Linked DNA regions of Mus musculus: regions 1, 2, 3 and 4 are each linked to region 5. Evidence: chromatin contacts called from public HiCAR-type, HiChIP or PLAC-seq and promoter capture Hi-C data. All regions are on one chromosome and are shown on one strand. The core of a region is the stretch at or near the end of the contact, and the rest is flanking DNA. Distances in the headings are between cores, read along the strand shown. Region 1 has its middle 13 kb from the start of Gm30215. Region 2 overlaps Gm30215 (a long non-coding RNA gene). Region 3 overlaps Gm30215 (a long non-coding RNA gene). Region 4 holds the start of Plekha5 (pleckstrin homology domain containing, family A member 5). Region 5 holds the start of Recql (RecQ protein-like).

Evidence for each region. HiCAR-type assays count read pairs that join an accessible place to other places. HiChIP or PLAC-seq counts read pairs in DNA pulled down with a chosen protein or histone mark. Capture Hi-C pulls out chosen DNA fragments and counts their contacts.
Region 1: a HiCAR-type map of astrocytes shows a contact between it and region 5, with 5 times the contacts expected there. The contact joins the enhancer-like site here to the promoter of Recql in region 5. A contact is called at or near these places in 1 of 39 promoter capture datasets (embryonic stem cells), 1 of 484 Hi-C or Micro-C datasets (muscle stem cells), 7 of 115 datasets of contacts at active chromatin or transcription factors (astrocytes, embryonic midbrain, embryonic stem cells and 4 more) and 1 of 9 other capture datasets (embryonic stem cells).
Region 2: a contact with region 5 is called in an H3K27ac HiChIP or PLAC-seq map of thymic regulatory T cells, with 9 times the contacts expected there. The contact joins the enhancer-like site here to the promoter of Recql in region 5. A contact is called at or near these places in 2 of 39 promoter capture datasets (embryonic stem cells and hippocampal neurons), 3 of 484 Hi-C or Micro-C datasets (B cells, CD4 T cells and CD8 T cells), 5 of 115 datasets of contacts at active chromatin or transcription factors (astrocytes, embryonic midbrain, large pre-B cells and 2 more) and 2 of 9 other capture datasets (adipose tissue and liver).
Region 3: an H3K27ac HiChIP or PLAC-seq map of extraembryonic endoderm stem cells shows a contact between it and region 5, with 6 times the contacts expected there. The contact joins the enhancer-like site here to the promoter of Recql in region 5. A contact is called at or near these places in 3 of 115 datasets of contacts at active chromatin or transcription factors (embryonic limb bud, extraembryonic endoderm stem cells and stem cell-derived neural progenitor cells) and 1 of 9 other capture datasets (embryonic stem cells).
Region 4: a contact with region 5 is called in a promoter capture Hi-C map of liver, with 3 times the contacts expected there. The contact joins the promoter of Plekha5 here to the promoter of Recql in region 5. A contact is called at or near these places in 4 of 39 promoter capture datasets (the 3T3-L1 cell line, the C10 cell line and pre-B cells), 1 of 115 datasets of contacts at active chromatin or transcription factors (astrocytes) and 1 of 9 other capture datasets (liver).

What each region holds. Positions count from the first base shown.
Region 1 is chr6:140,666,119-140,668,948 of GRCm38.p6, reverse strand. It overlaps a transcript of Aebp2 not described here. Among named protein-coding and RNA genes, the nearest start is that of Gm30215, 13 kb to the left of the region's middle. Within about 2 kb of position 1,493, at least 68 of the 459 cell types and tissues checked have an H3K27ac peak or open chromatin away from gene starts, as enhancers often do. A contact at or near this core is called in astrocytes, forebrain, muscle stem cells and 1 more, where this site is marked.
Region 2 is chr6:140,708,300-140,711,153 of GRCm38.p6, reverse strand. The region is part of intron 4 of Gm30215 (a long non-coding RNA gene); the gene reads right to left. Among named protein-coding and RNA genes, the nearest start is that of Gm30215, 30 kb to the right of the region's middle. Within about 2 kb of position 1,268, at least 44 of the 459 cell types and tissues checked have an H3K27ac peak or open chromatin away from gene starts, as enhancers often do. A contact at or near this core is called in CD8 T cells, memory CD8 T cells and thymic regulatory T cells, where this site is marked.
Region 3 is chr6:140,740,575-140,743,506 of GRCm38.p6, reverse strand. The region is part of intron 4 of Gm30215 (a long non-coding RNA gene); the gene reads right to left. Among named protein-coding and RNA genes, the nearest start is that of Gm30215, 62 kb to the right of the region's middle. Within about 2 kb of position 1,301, at least 1 of the 459 cell types and tissues checked has an H3K27ac peak or open chromatin away from gene starts, as enhancers often do. A contact at or near this core is called in extraembryonic endoderm stem cells, where this site is marked.
Region 4 is chr6:140,422,750-140,425,805 of GRCm38.p6, reverse strand. Plekha5 (pleckstrin homology domain containing, family A member 5) reads right to left here and starts at 1,707. Exons shown (of 31, transcript NM_144920.3): 1 at 1,550-1,707; 2 at 1,350-1,429. The coding sequence starts at 1,641.
Region 5 is chr6:142,385,679-142,388,653 of GRCm38.p6, reverse strand. Recql (RecQ protein-like) reads left to right here and starts at 1,567. Exons shown (of 15, transcript NM_023042.3): 1 at 1,567-1,632. Golt1b (golgi transport 1B) reads right to left here and starts at 1,411. Exons shown (of 5, transcript NM_025872.4): 1 at 1,285-1,411. The coding sequence starts at 1,309.

The DNA of each region.
Region 1 (2,830 bases), core at 244-2,743, 1.7 Mb after region 5:
CACCAGATCTACATAGCAAGACCTTGTCTCAAAATAAATAAATGTAAATACATGTAAATAAATAAAAACAAAGATAAACTGTAGCATTGCTGCTACATCCTGCTGGCAGGGGGTATGCTGAGTTTACCCTCCTGTATGATGCTCTCGTGATCCATTCATTTATTTATTTACTTATTTATTTATTTTTATGTTTGAGTGAGAATCTTAATAGCCTAAGCTGGCCTTGAATTCAGAGACCCACCTGCTTCTGCCTCTGCCTCCCAAATGGTGGGTTTACCACCTCAGCCCATTATTAATTCTTAGAGCAAAGGGGTAAAATTAGGCCAGTTAACCTTTAATCCCAGCTCTGGGGAGACAAAGGCAGGTGGGTGGGTCTCCGTGAGGTTAAAGCTAGTGTGGTCTATGTGTTTGAAGAGAGAGGGAGGGGGTGGAAAGGAGGGATGGAGGAGGGGGTACAAAGTCATCTTGATCATTCCTCACCAAAATTCAGTCCTAAACAATCATGGCCAACAGCCTTAGTTCTGTAAATCTTTTTCATTCCCTCCCCTTGGGACAGTGGCTCATATAACCCAAAGCTGGTCTTCAACTAAAGGCCTGAAGCAGCTACACAGTTACAGTCCATATTCTCCTCCTCCAGTCAGAAGAGCCAGAACAGTGAGATCTTACCTATTCTAGTCCATTAAAAAACAAAACAAACCCGAAAAAACCCACCTGGTGCTGAGCAGCAGTCTCAACCCTGACTAGAGGCCAACATGTCCTTTGAAACAAAATCATGGTCCATACTTCCCAAGATGGAACGAATTTACCCCTCCATTTAATGTCATAACTTCCTTTAAAAAAACATAACTTGTTGTATGTGCATTCATGCTTTCCCAGCATGTAAATCTGTGTGAAGGAGTTACAGACAGCTGTGAGCTGCCATGTGGGTGTTAGGAATTGAACCTGAGTCCTCTGGAAGAGCAGTCAGTGCTTCCAACTGCTGAGCCATCTCTCCAGCCCCCAAATGTCCTTTTCTGTTACTGGTAAGTGCCCGAGTCCATGGTATAGCTCACGATTGGAAAGGCCTCTGGTCTACCTTCAGTTTCTGTAGAAGTCCTCTGACATGGTTCCCACAGATGGCTCCCATGTGCTCACACCCCTGAATGTAAAATGCACAGTGCAGGCCATGAGACAGGTGCTGAGAACAGAGCACCTCAGCTAGGAAGGCTGTCTAAGCATGCGGGCGTGTATACAGCGCCATTCAAAGATAGAGTCAGCCTCAGTACTGTTCTAGCCAGTGCTCTACCTTTGAGCCCAGCCCCTAGCAAATTACATTTCTAAAGACAGAATAGGGGAGGGGCTAGCCACTCAGCTTCTTTCTGTAACGCCTAACCCTTCCATTTCTGTGTGCATGTGAATTCATACAGCATTGAGTCACTCGATCATGGTGGTGCGTGCTGAGAAACGCATCATCAGGCAACTTCATCACTGTGATATCACCAGACACACTTATGAAACACATCACATGCAGCTCTCAGTGCATGTAAGTCACTGTATACAGGCAGTGGTATTGGGAAAAGCTTAGTCACTGTTGCTATTTTTCAGGAGGTTTTGTTTGGTTTGGTTTGGTTTTTTGTCTTATTGGGTTTTTTTGTTTGTTTGTTTTTGTTTTTGTAAACTAAATCTATGAATGATAGGTAAGATATTTGGTTTCTGGTTCTAACCAATTAAACCACCGAGAAATAACACTCTCTGGAAGCAAAGGCAGAGCCTGCCAGGTGCTGGTCACACTGAGATTTGCCCGCTTGCAAAGCTTCTCAGGGTCTGCCCAGGCACAGAGCCAATTTCCCTTGTCTCCAGAGTGAAAAGGGAAATGAGACACTGCATCAATGTCACACTTGTTGCCGGATAGGCTTTGAAGATAGTCCAGGAGTGGAGATACTGTCGGGATACTGTCAGCCGTACAGATTCCTAGCCAGTACGGGAAGAAACCAAGCCTCGCATACAGGCAACAGAACTCTGGCTGTTTCCCCCGGTCCTGAGCTCTGGGCTCCATTCCAACAGCTTCCAAGCTTCTTGTCTTTCCATAGGATACATATAACTAGGATTCTGGCACTAGAGATGCCACTCTTATTGCTAGAAAACTTCCCTTCTCCGCGGGGATAAAACTCAACCAACGCTCACATCCACCATGTGTTCTTACTGTACGGAGCCTGACTGCAGCCCCCATCTTTGACATCAAAGAGCAGAATTCCTGTGAATCCCTCGGGAATGGTGACAGTGGAGACACGTCCCAGACATCCAGAGTTGAAAGTCAGGAACACACTTTCCCACAGAAATAGTCAGCAGCTTCCCAGTGGAGTTCCCACAATCCCGTTAGCCCACAGCATTCTTGGAATACCCCAGACGTCCATGCAAGTCCCCTAACATGCTCTTGCTACTCCGTTCCCATCCTATCTTGCTTTCCCATCCTCTTCGGCACCCTTGATTCACATTTACGAATTCTCATGTGTTCAGTTCGCCAGACTCGGAAAACAGGCTCACCGGAGAGGCTGGCTCCAGCTCTGGCCTCCCAGCATCAGGCTGTGAGTGTGGGTATGGCCCAGAGCTCTTTCTTTGCCTTTAACATTCATGCCCACACTGTTCGCGGAAAACCTGAGGGCTCTTAGGCTGCATGAGGAGCGACCACAGATGGATTCACCTGTGTGGAAATGTGCTATGCCAATCAATTAACAAGAAGGAATGGATCTTTGCAAGGGTGGGAAACACTGCTTGCCTCAGGGTGAATGGTATCTGAATCCTCAGCGTCTCCCACAGAGGAGCTGATGGGTCTTGAAACACAAGCTGGCAG
Region 2 (2,854 bases), core at 19-2,518, 1.7 Mb after region 5:
CCTCCCTCCCTCCTTTCTTTCTTTCTTTCTTTTTTTTTCTTTCTTTCTTTTTTGTGTTTTGTTTGTTTGTTTGTTTGTTTGGGGGGGTTGGATTTTTTTTTTTCCAAGACAGGGTTTCTCTGTATAGTCCTGGCTGTCCTGGAACTCACTTTGTAGACCAGGCTGGCCTTGAACTCAGAGATCCACCTGCCTCTGCCTCCCAAGTGCTGGGATTAAAGGTGTGAGCCACCACCACCCAGCTGGAAATCACAATTTTCTTCAGCCTATTTTTTTTTAATTATTTGTAATTACAAGGGAGTTTATCAGAACATTTGATCCTTTCTATAACATCAAATCAATGTCTCAGCACGATTATTTCAGATTTCTCGCTCTACCTTTGAATCCTTACATCTATTTAGTTTGAAGTTCTTATTTTGGTGGGAATTTTCTTTCCTGTCTAGTTCTCAGAAAGCAAATGAATTAAATTAAGTCATTGGACATTCTTCAGGCAACTGTGACAGGAACTCAATAAGGTGGGAAATGGGCTGATAACCTCAGGCGTCCTTCCACTACGATTTTCAATACCTATTTGGTCAGGCTTAAACAAAACTGGGTTCATTTGAGAGCCTTGGGTTTTGAATGCAGAGTGCGCCCCTGGCTGGGTCCTTGGCGTACCCATGAGTCACTCAGACCTTACAAGTCTGAAGGAAACCCTGAGCTTCAAACAGTAGGAGGGGGGCTATGGGACCAGAAAACTAGGACCTCTCTGGTAAAGTAGAGTCAGTAAAGTAGGCCCTAGGGATGTTAAGGTGATTTCAATATGTCCTTTGCTTTAAAGAAACCCCTCAAAATCGTGTGCCAAGCTCACTGTTAGGCAGCCCTAACAGTACGGTAGCCTGTCCCTGTGTTTGTGTCACAATAGACAATATATGTCCAAAAGGCATTCGATTAAAAGGGAAAATGAACTAATTGATAGTATGCTAAAAGTTGCCCAAACTTGAACATATTCTCTCTTTTTAAAATATTTATTTTCAGCTTGGCGTGATGGCGCATGCCTTTAATCCCAGCACTTGGAGGCAGAGGCAGGTGGATTTCTGAGTTCAAGGCCAGCCTGCTGGTCTACAGAGTGAGTTCCAGGACAGCCAGGGCAACACAGAGAAACCCTGCCTCAAAAAAAAAAAAAAACCCATACAAAAAAAATTTCTTTTTAATCATGTCTGTTGGAGGTGGAGTAAGTGCTAGCAGGGTCCAGAAGAGGGCAGTGGTCCCCAGAGAGCCAGAATTACAGGTGGCTGTGAGCCACACAGCTTGGTTCCTCTGTAAGAACAGTAGGTGTCCTTCATCACTGAGTTACCTTTCCAGCCCTTAACTTACAGGCCTTTTCAGTGTTGACGCAGGAAGTATCCCAGGCCCCATACAATGCTGAGGTCCATAGAAGAGGATTCCTGGAGAGAACCCCTGTCCCCACCACCTCCACAGTCTCATACTGCAAAGCCCTGAATGCCCTTCCTTGGAGTTCTCTCGGACCCACTCTGCTGCATTAGTGACGGCCAGGGCAGAGGGAGAAGCCTGGGGACCCCCTCCCCCATGCTCTGTGCAGAGCCCTGACAACTGAGCTCTTAATTTAATAAGGAAGCAAGCCCCATTCCTTGAGACCACTTAGCCAAGGCCGGGTACCAGCTGCCTTAGGTCAGCAGAAACACCCATAGCTTTTCCTCCTTAGAAGGCGGCCCTCCGCCTGTGGTTACACACCTCCCACCCCAAAGGATTCCTGATGGGCTGAAGGAATCACAGACCGCAGGGAACCTTCCTTTGTCTCATGGAGATGGCTTAATGTCCTTTCTTAGGAAGTACAGTTTTCTACTGACCAAGAGATCTGAGCAGGGTATCTGTAGTGCATGTCCCTGCAGGAAGGAAAATATGTTGTCAACACATGCAATCCAACATGCACTTGGAGTACATTGTTGTCTGGGGTTTGCTTGTGTTTCTTACTTTTGGGGGTTTTTTGATTGTTTGTTTGTTTTAAAACAGTCTCACTCTAGCTCAGGCTGGCCTGAGCTGGACTTACCACCACGTCATCCAGGCTGCCTCAAACTCTTATGATCCTCCTGCCTCTGCCTCCTCAGCACTAGGTCTATAGCCATGTTTCACTCTGCCTAGCTTGAGTTGCTGTTTTTTAAGCAGTTTTGTGGTGTTGTTGTTGCTGCTGCTGTTGTTGTTGTTGCTGTTGTTGTTGCTGCTGTTGTTTTGTTAGCCACCGCCCTGGCTTCCCTCAGGACACAGACTTGCTTGCACTCTCACAGCCTTGAACTCAAAAATTTGAGACCAGGCTGGGTAACAGAGCATAACCTCTGTCAATAAGAAGGGATGGGAAAGAGGACGATAAAGAAGAGGGGGAGAAAGGGGGAGAGAGGAGCGAGGGGGAGGAGGGAGGAGGGAGGAAGGAGAAGGGGAAAGGAGATTTAAACTAGACAAACATGTAAAGCAATATAGTGTGTCCTAGAAACCCAGAGGAACTTTGGACATGCAGATATAGTTTCCCCCAGAATTATATTTACCAAAACTGGATAATATGTGTCATTTTTCAAGCCATTGCCTAAAATTCAACTACACACACACACACACACACACACACATATATATATCAAGTGAAAGAAAAAAATTCTCATTAACCACAAAATTCAAAACGATCTAGGCCAGAGCTGTTGAGAATAAGGTAACAGCAGAAATTAATCATTAAGTTACAAAGAAAACTTGCGAAGTTAAAAGCCGTCACCCCAAACGGCGTTTTCAGGGTAATGATGTTTCAAGCTGCAATTTCAGAGACGTTTCCTGTGCATGTTTTTGCGGTTAAGGTCCCTGTTTCTGATGTGCA
Region 3 (2,932 bases), core at 52-2,551, 1.6 Mb after region 5:
CAAGGCGCAGCAGGTAAAGGTGCATACTGCCAAGCCTGACAAACAGTTTACTTCCCGGAGTTCACATGGTAGAAGCAGAGAACTGATGCCTGGAAGTTCTCCTGTAACCTCCAAACTCCGCTGTGGCATGCTCTCAATAAAACAAATACATAAATGTTCACAACTCGATGGTGGGAGGGAAAGAGGGAGAGAGGGAGAAAGGGAAGGAAAGAGGGAGGAGGGAGGGAGGGAGAGAGAACATGATTCAGAGTAGAACAGTTAACAATGATCATCAGGACAAGGGAAGACAGGCAGGCAGGAAGCACTTTATTCTATACCCAAGTGACCCAGCCAGGCATCTCTGAGTCTTCTTTATCCCAAATTAGAAAGTAAACTGATGACTACAGGAGCTACAGACTACAAGAGACATGCTAAGGTCTGGAAACCCACACCAAACTTAAGCCATTTAGGCCAAAGGTAGAAGCTGAGGGCAACACAGGTAACAGAGGAAGTAATTGCCACCCAAGCAGAGATTTCTACAACAGGCACCCAGTTTGCCTGGACAGCTTACCTCACTAGAAGGCAACTCAGCACAGCCCTGAAAGCTCTTCTCTTGGAGATGATAGCTTAAGGCATATTTGAGTAGCACAAGAGTGAAGTGATTGCTAAACATTGAACCCCATCCCTTTAAGACCATAGATTCATCTCTCCCGCTGCTAAAGTGTTATCAGCTAACAATCTGCCACCCATCAGAACATTCTAGAAATTGACACTGGCTGAGGAAAGCCTCCTCACACAATGTCAGTTTCTCTCGCCATCTACCAGAAGCCACCTGAATCAATGACTGATTAAGATAGCATTTTAACAGCCTGGCCTTTCACCTCAGTGCAGGACAAATCAGCCAAGCATGTACCCTTTCCCCTGGCGTTTGATAAGATTGTCTAACAGCTAATCAGGTCTTTCTGCTCTGCCTTCCTCCAGCGTGTTTATCCTGAGCCCACTCCCATGAGAACCTTCAAGCTTTTGTATTTCTACCTCAGAGTTTGGTATCTGGAAGACTAGACCAGCAGAGCTTCTAATTGTACCAAAATGGAGACAAATTTCAACCTTGCTCTTTTAATATCTTCTCCCTAAATTAATATTGTTCCAGCTCATCTCTTGGTTTTTGCTAAATTATCCTAGTTATCCCTAATTAAATTATTATCAAACAGCCTTGTAGAATTCTACAGAATGTTTGTTTCAGTTCTCCCAGGGCATGGTGGTGCTATCTTTAGTCTGAATAGATTACCTCACTTAGAAGAATTCGAAGCTGAGTTTTATGTCCTTTAACCTCCTCCTCTCTTCCTTTCTTGGAAACAATGGACCCCTTTCCAGAGCAGAATTAATCTTCAGTCCTTGGCATTCACCCTATGGCTTCCTGACTTCTTATAAACAGTATTCTCTCTCTCTCTCTCTCTCTCTCTCTCTCTCTCTCTCTCTCTCTCTCTCTCTCTCTCTCTCTCTCTCTCTCTCTCTCTCTCTCTCTCTCTCTCTCTCTCTCTCTCTCCCTCTCTCTCTCCCTCTCCCTCTCCCTCTCCCTCTCCCTCTCCCCTTGGTTTCCTTTTTTTTCTTTATTAACATCTTAAATATTACTCCATCAAAGACTTAACCCCCTCTATACTAAGAGTCTTTCCTTTTAATGAATAAGGAGGAGGAGCAAGATGGAGGAGAGGAAGAAAAAAATAGAACCTCAACCCTTGAAGTCTCACTGGTTCTTGACAAGTGTGTTAGTTCCCTCTTCTTCACTACCTAACAGTGACCTAGAACTGTAAGACTCCGGGAGCCCTAGCTTACCGGGGACCCCCAAGTAAACCACATGGAGCCAGGATCAATGAAAAAGTAGGAGGAATTTATTGTTCCAGTGTACTGGGGTCGTCCCAGACCCAAAGGAGAGGGAGCGACTCCTGGTACCCATTCACCTGAGTTTTTATTTGGTTTCCAGGGGCAGAATAGAGCATCAGCAACTAGGCACAATATGATTGGTGGAACAGTACACCCTTTAAACTGATTGGCCTTTAGGGAATGAGGTGACAAGGACTTCCCATGTCTAAACATGGGCAACAGTCCTGTGGTTTGAGGAATGTTAATTAACCTCTCCCTTCTGGAGAGGTAAGTGTTTCATGACCTTCCCAAAGTTCCTGAGCTGACCTTTTCAGAACAACCACTGTATTTACTTCATGTGGGGTCCCAGCATTTTTTAGTTTTATAATTTTGCATATTGGCCCCTCAACTTCCTCCCATCCCTGCCCACCCTCTCTGCAAACCTGTCTTGCACATTTATATCTGTTTGTTTTGTTTTGGGACACTGACATTAACCAAGGCCACCAGTGTGACCCTGGAATTGGAGCCCTGCCCTGGGAGCCTGGCGGGCTTAGCAGAGGGTACACAACTACAGGCAATAATATCCCCTCTACCAGATTATGTCAATAGCCAGTCGTTCAGACGGCACCTCTTTGACTGATTGTTGACAGGGCCAATTCTGTTTGTCTCAATTAACTACCATCTGGATTCTATCTACAACTATCTCAAACTCAGGGAGTATAGTCTGTTAGGATCGACCCAGAAGACAGAGCAACCAAATCATAGGCAACCGGTCACAGGTACTGCATGTGAGGAAGCAGAGAAATGGATGCTGATGCTTCGATCAATGCTTTTGATCCAGTCTGGGACACCAGCTCATAGACTGGTGGCTCTCACAGTGAGAGAAGGTCTGCCCACCTAATTTAATGCAATCTAGAAGCTTCCCTCACAGACACACCGGGAGGTTTGACTCCTAAAGAGTTCTAGATCCTGCCAAGCTGACGGTCAGTATTCACCATCATAAATGACATCGACATCAATCAAATGGAACAAGATGGGTGGAGTAAGACTTGATTCGAGGTGTTATCGTTTCACTTTAGAGTACACTGAGATG
Region 4 (3,056 bases), core at 458-2,957, 2.0 Mb after region 5:
CGAAATCACATCATAGAATAAAATATTTCCGGCATGTGACTGCTATTTTTTAATCTGTGAGGGTAATTCGAAGACATTCGTGTCATACGTAATCAAAATAGGCCTGAGATAATGCCATAAAACATTTGGGCTAAATTCTTTTAACCCTATATTGTCTTCCATGAAATAAACGTGCCCATATCCACAAGGGTAACGAGGCTATCAAAGTTGCAAATGCGTACAGTAAACAGGCTGAAGCTAAAGAGTGCAGAGAGTTAGGAAACATGACGGTTTATTAGTCAGAAATGCCCTAAAAATGTAACCTCATCATGCCTGCTACAGCAGCCTTCCCTTTCCTCCTCCACACTTGTGCAAATTTGGACACATTATTAGTCACTTCACTGAACTCCAGCGTTTAGCAGAAAAGGCAGGTTTGTTCACCCTTCTGGCAACTTTAATAGGAGATCCTCAGAACCTCGGAGCTGGCGAGAAAAGTACCCAGAGGGAGAGACAGAACTGGGCCTCACCTTCGACCCAACTGTTCTCAAGCCTTTGCAGTCACCCGGAATAGAGGCGGGCCAGTATGAGAACTCACGTTACGTTTCAGGCAAACAAGTTGGGTGAATGTAAACAAAGAATGACAAAAGAAAGCCAGACCAGCACTGAAACCACCACAAGCCCTCCTCCAGCTCAACTCATGCTAAACATTCAAGAAAGCTATCAAAGCAACCCGAGATGCATTTCCTCGTGGAACTGGGGCCCGAAGGCCCCCCACGCGGGACCGCCCTGGCTCGCCCACCGCCTGCTGGTGGTACGTGGAGCTTGGCTGCGGCTACCGGGGACTTTTGAGCCGGGATCACTGGCTGCGGCGCCCGCTCCAGCGTCCTAACTCCAGCGGCTACTCGGGTAGCAGGAGGGGACTCACCGGTGTTTGGATCACATGGTGGGGGGGCACCGCAGCACCCCTAACTCTTCCATCAGTCACCTACCCACAGTCCCACTTAGGAGAAGTAGGAGGTGGTGGAGGAGGAAGCTGCTTGGCAGAAAGCAGTTCTCTGGGGAGCAGGGCGAGGATGCGGGACCGTCTCACCGCAGGGGTGCTGGGATGCGGGGAGCAAAGGGGAGCGGGTGAGGACTTCCTAAAGGGTGCTGGAGGCGGAGACGGGGGCGATCCGGGGTAGAGGGGCGTCGCCCATCCTCGGGGGGCGTCCGGGAAAGGATGGGGACCAGGGCGCCAGGAAGAGGGCGCCGTCTCCAAGCGCTGATGAAAAGGCGGAGAAGAATAGGCGCCCCGGGACTCAGTCGCGCGGAGCCCGGAGCCCCTCCAACCCCGCCAGGTGGCCCGGAGCCGCAGCCCCGGCCGGCCCTACCTGTGCTCTGCCGCCGGTGCCCGGTGACCACGGCCTCGCCGGTGACCGGGTGTAGCCAGGTGGTGCTCTTGGCCTCCTCGCTGCAGGGAAGAGAAGGGACAGGCGCTGAGCGGCGCGAGGGGCGACCCACGGGGGCCCCCGGCCCGCTCGCTCCCACCGCTCCCCCCAGCCGCCCGGCGGCGCCTCCCCCGCCCGCTCACTTGATGAAGAAGACGCGGCCGCCCCTAGTGATCCCGTACGTCCAGGAGCGCGGCAGCGAGCAGATCCACTCCAGGTTCAGGTCGGCCGCCATGTCTGCTCCCCGGCCGCCGCCGCCGCCGCCTTGTGCTGCCGCCGCCGCTGAGGAAGGAGGGCGCGAGCGAGCGAGCGAGCGAGCGAGCGAAAGGAGCGCAGGGCGCGCGGCCCGGCCCGAGCGCGCCCCCGCGGCCGCCCTACCCCCTCGGGCGGCGCCCTCCCCGCCGCCCCGGCTGAGTCCGGCCTGCGTCGCCGCCCCTCGGCATCCTCCGCGGCCGGCCGCCGGCCCGCGCTGCGCTCGCTCGCTCGCTCGCTCGGAGGCTGGGCGAAGCGGCGCCGCGCCCCCGCCAAAGCCCTCCCCCGTGCCCCGCCCGCGCCGCGCGAAGGTTCCGGGGTCGGGTCCCGCCGGCGCCCGCCCGGAGGGCTGGGCTCCGAACCTGTGAGGTTTTGAATCAGCTACTGCCTGCCTAGCCCGGGGCTTCTCTGGGAGACGCCGGGCGTTGAAATGGAAAACTGCTTTTGGGAAAGGCTTTTCTGGTGTGTGGCGTGCCAAATAAAGGAGGGTCCGCGAGTGAGCTCGGACCACTGAAATGGGACTGATTCAGACTTAAGGTCTTTTTGTTACTGGTGGTTTTTTTTTTTTCCTTTCTAAGCTTCTGAGCCATATAATAGTTTAGAAAATAAAAACTTGCCTTTTCCTTTCTTAAAAAAGATGCACTTGATTATCAACGTGAATTTCTAGGCTCCCAATCTCTCTCATTTATTACAAGGGCAACTTAACTTTACGGAGTCCTTGGGGTGGTGGACATTTAAATCCCTTCGAACTATGATTGTCTCCGTTTCACTGAGAGGGGCAAAGAAACGTAAAGGAACAAAGGTGATTGTGCCCAGGGTTATGGTGAAAAATGGCAAAGTCTGAATTCAAATCGCCTATAGATTTCCAAGAGTCTACTCGAATGAATACGTTGCTGTATAGTATTTTTAATGCCTTGGCACCCCCGGCCCCCTTGTCCTTTGAACAAAGGAAGGGTTCACTGCTAGTAAGACCTCCCTTGCACCAGTAAAGAGCGCTATGCTTGCTCCTTACTGCCCCTGGTCCTTCATCATCACTCTTGGAATTGTCTCCATGGCTTTGCAGCAAATGACTCATCCCAGAGGAAACACAGTTCAATAATAACAGTACAACTTGGCATTCTCGAAGCACCTTTTTTTTTTTTTTCCCTGACCAGTTTGGATGCTTCTGAGGCATTCTCTCATTCATCTTCCCAAGTAACTGAAATAAGTAAATGATGCTTTTCAACCTTTAAGGAAACCAAGGCACAGGGAGGGTGAATGCCCTTGGCCAAAGCTCCTGATGAGCGTGCATTTTCATTGGCTTTTCCTCCTATCTCCTGATTCCCCAAGGCCATACGTCTCTGGTGAAACGGAGACTGCAATTACTGCTATAATTTTCCTGTCCATCTGCATATACAG
Region 5 (2,975 bases), core at 318-2,817:
ACTCTTGTCTATATAACTACATGTTGCACTAAACTGAAACAGGTTCACAAGACTTAGTGACAGTAGGGAAAAAAGGGACACTTTTATTTCTGACTAGAACCAAAGGAGCCTGACTGGACCAATAGACAACACCCCTGGGCTAGAGAAGGTAGCTGTGCAGTCCACAGTAAGACAGAGGGGACTGCCAGGGTGTGGAGGGACTCATAAAGCACCTGTGACACTCCAGTGTGCCACAACTTGAATCTAAATCTTCAAACTCCACTTGAGAATAACTTCAAGGAAGGTTTTTGTTTCACTTCAGTGGGATGTTAGAATCTTGAAAAGCTAAGGTGAATATAGTTTGAAGAAACAAAGTTCATGGTAATGAGCAAAAGTGAGGCAAAAAGAGGTCATACCCATAAAGATATCTTTAAAAAGTAACCAGCTTGGGTAGAATTTATAAATAGAAAAATAATTAAGATTGATAAGAAAACATAGAAAAATGAAGTCACAGAGAAAACGATGGAGATAGGGATAACGCTCTGCTAGTCTGCAGAAACATTTGGCTGAGATGCTCTAATCTCTGGGGCTACAAAAAAAAAAAAAAAGGCAAGACTGAAGACTGCAAAGCTGGTCAGAATGATGAGATAGGCAGAAACAGGATGCTAAAATAGAACACGCCACGAAGTACAGAATACAACACTAATAAAGAAATCCTTTCCCAGTACAGACAGGCAGAGTCCTTCATGCTTGTAATCTCATAACTTTAGAGACCGGGGCAGGATTACAAGTGGGAAGGCTAGCACTGACACAATGAGCGCAAGGCCAGCCTCGTTAACCTACAGTGTGATCCTGGCTCCTAACCCAGAAATCTAAACCATCGAAGTCAATGCTCAGAGCACAAAGTGACTTTTTAACATTAGTAAACTTGGTTGAAACTTAAACGAGCGGAAAACCGAAGTCCTTGTTAAGGGAATTTTGGGTAGGTAGGTAACAGTGGAGTCTGATCACGGCTCTCTACGCCCCCAGCCCACCCCAGCCTTGCAGGCGCTCCGCGCGGGCGGACAGTCCCATTCCCGCCACCCCGGAAACTTGGTCCGACGGCTGTTCCGTGGGACAGAGCACGGGTGCCACCGGGGCGAAGGCGGCGGCGGCACTTGGGCCGAGGCAGGTCGGCGGTCCTCCCGTCACGGCCCCCTCCCTCCCGCGGGCCGCCGCCCCACGCGCGCTCGCTCCATTCATTGCGGGGCGGAGCAGAGGCTGAGGCGGGAGCACCGGCCAACGCTGGGGCCCGGCAGCGCTTACTCTGCGTATCCGTGAGGGAGATCATGGTGGCGGCGGCGAGGACCGCGGTGCTTCGGGGCCCACGCTGCGAAGCCTGGTCCGGAGAAGAGCCTCGGCGACGCCGCCCGGGCCCGAGCCGCCACGTCTTCCGGAAACACGCAGCCGCCGCCGCCGGGCCGCAAGGCCGCGCTCCATTGGCTGCAGCGAGACCAATAGCACGCGCTCTTGTTCGGATGTGCACCCGGACGCCGCACCACGCAGCCAATCAGAGAAGGCAATGGCTTGTGATTGGTGGAGGGGGCTGATCCGGAAGGGTGGGCGCTGCATGCCGGGCGGCGGGAAGGTTTTTACGCGCGGAGCGGCTGACAGGTTCGTGGTGGTGCCGGTTCCGGCGCGTGGGTCCGCGGCTGTCTGCTGGGCGGATAGGAGCTGGGCGTCGTCTCTGCCATCGCTTTCAGGAGCCCTGGTCGCCGCAGCTTGCGCTTCTGCCTCGTCTGTGGAGCCGGCGGGGTGGAGGGATGCGCTCAGGGTTAGCGTGCGTTTTCCTTCCGCACTGATGACAGTGGACCTGGTTCACGTTTTTTGACTGACAGACCTCTTTGTAACTTAGTTCTTGGATATATTTCGTGCTACGCTATGTTTTGCTGTGAAGTTGCCTAATTTAGGCAAGGGGTAGGTTATTGGCAGCAAAGTCCAAAAATATATATATATTTGAAGTAGTGGCAGGAAATGAACTTAGACCGAATCTCTCCTAAGCGAAGAGAAAGCGCCTGTTTTTAGGTTCCGGAAAAGGCATTTTTTTTTTTCTAGGCTGTTTACAAAAGTGAAGAGATTCAGGCTCTGCCATGATACAGGACCTTAGAGTCCATGGGCAGAATAGTATCAGTCTAGGAAGTGATAAGGAGATGTTCTCATACGTGAGGAAGGAGGAGTCTTGATTTAAACCCATCCTTAAATGTCCGTTAGTTTTGTCCTTACTCTTTAATCAGGGCTTATCTGTCTTAACAGCCATGCACAGGAAGGGTACAAATTCGATAAAGGAAACAGTTCAAGTGAGAATAGGCGGGTGCAGAATCTGTCTTTGGAGAGCACTCTTAGGTTTAGCAAATATAAAATTAAGCAATATATAACACACTTTCAAACGTTTGTTTTTTGCTTTTATGTAATGGTGACAGATTGTCATTGATTGAGCAAAAAAGTTGTTCACAACAGTTCATGAACACAATGAGGTCCTTGGCCCCTAACACAGAAAACTAAAACACCACCCCAAAAAAAAGCCTGTGTTCTGAGTACGAATGACTTTAAAATTAGCAAACTGTTGAAACTTAAATAGGCAGAAAACCTAAGTTCTTCCAAGGGAATTTTGGGCAGGTTACACGTCTACCCAAATAATTACTAAAAATACAAAATTAAGCAAAATATAACATGCTTTCTAATTTTGTTTTTATGTAATGGTAACAGATTGTCATTGAGCAAACATAACAGTTTGGGGAGTTAAATGTTCAGGCCAAGTTTTAATCTTTAAATTTTAATATAAGTCATGTTTCCTTCCACTTGTAACTGTCCCAGATTCTTTTAAGCCAAAAGAGTACTAGTGTGTACCTCACCCCCCCTCTGCAAGTGAGCAAATTTTATAGAGAAATGGAGTAAGCTCCCGCAGAAGAGAGGAGGCTCTGGAAATTATTTACTTAGAATATTAATTTCTTTTAAGT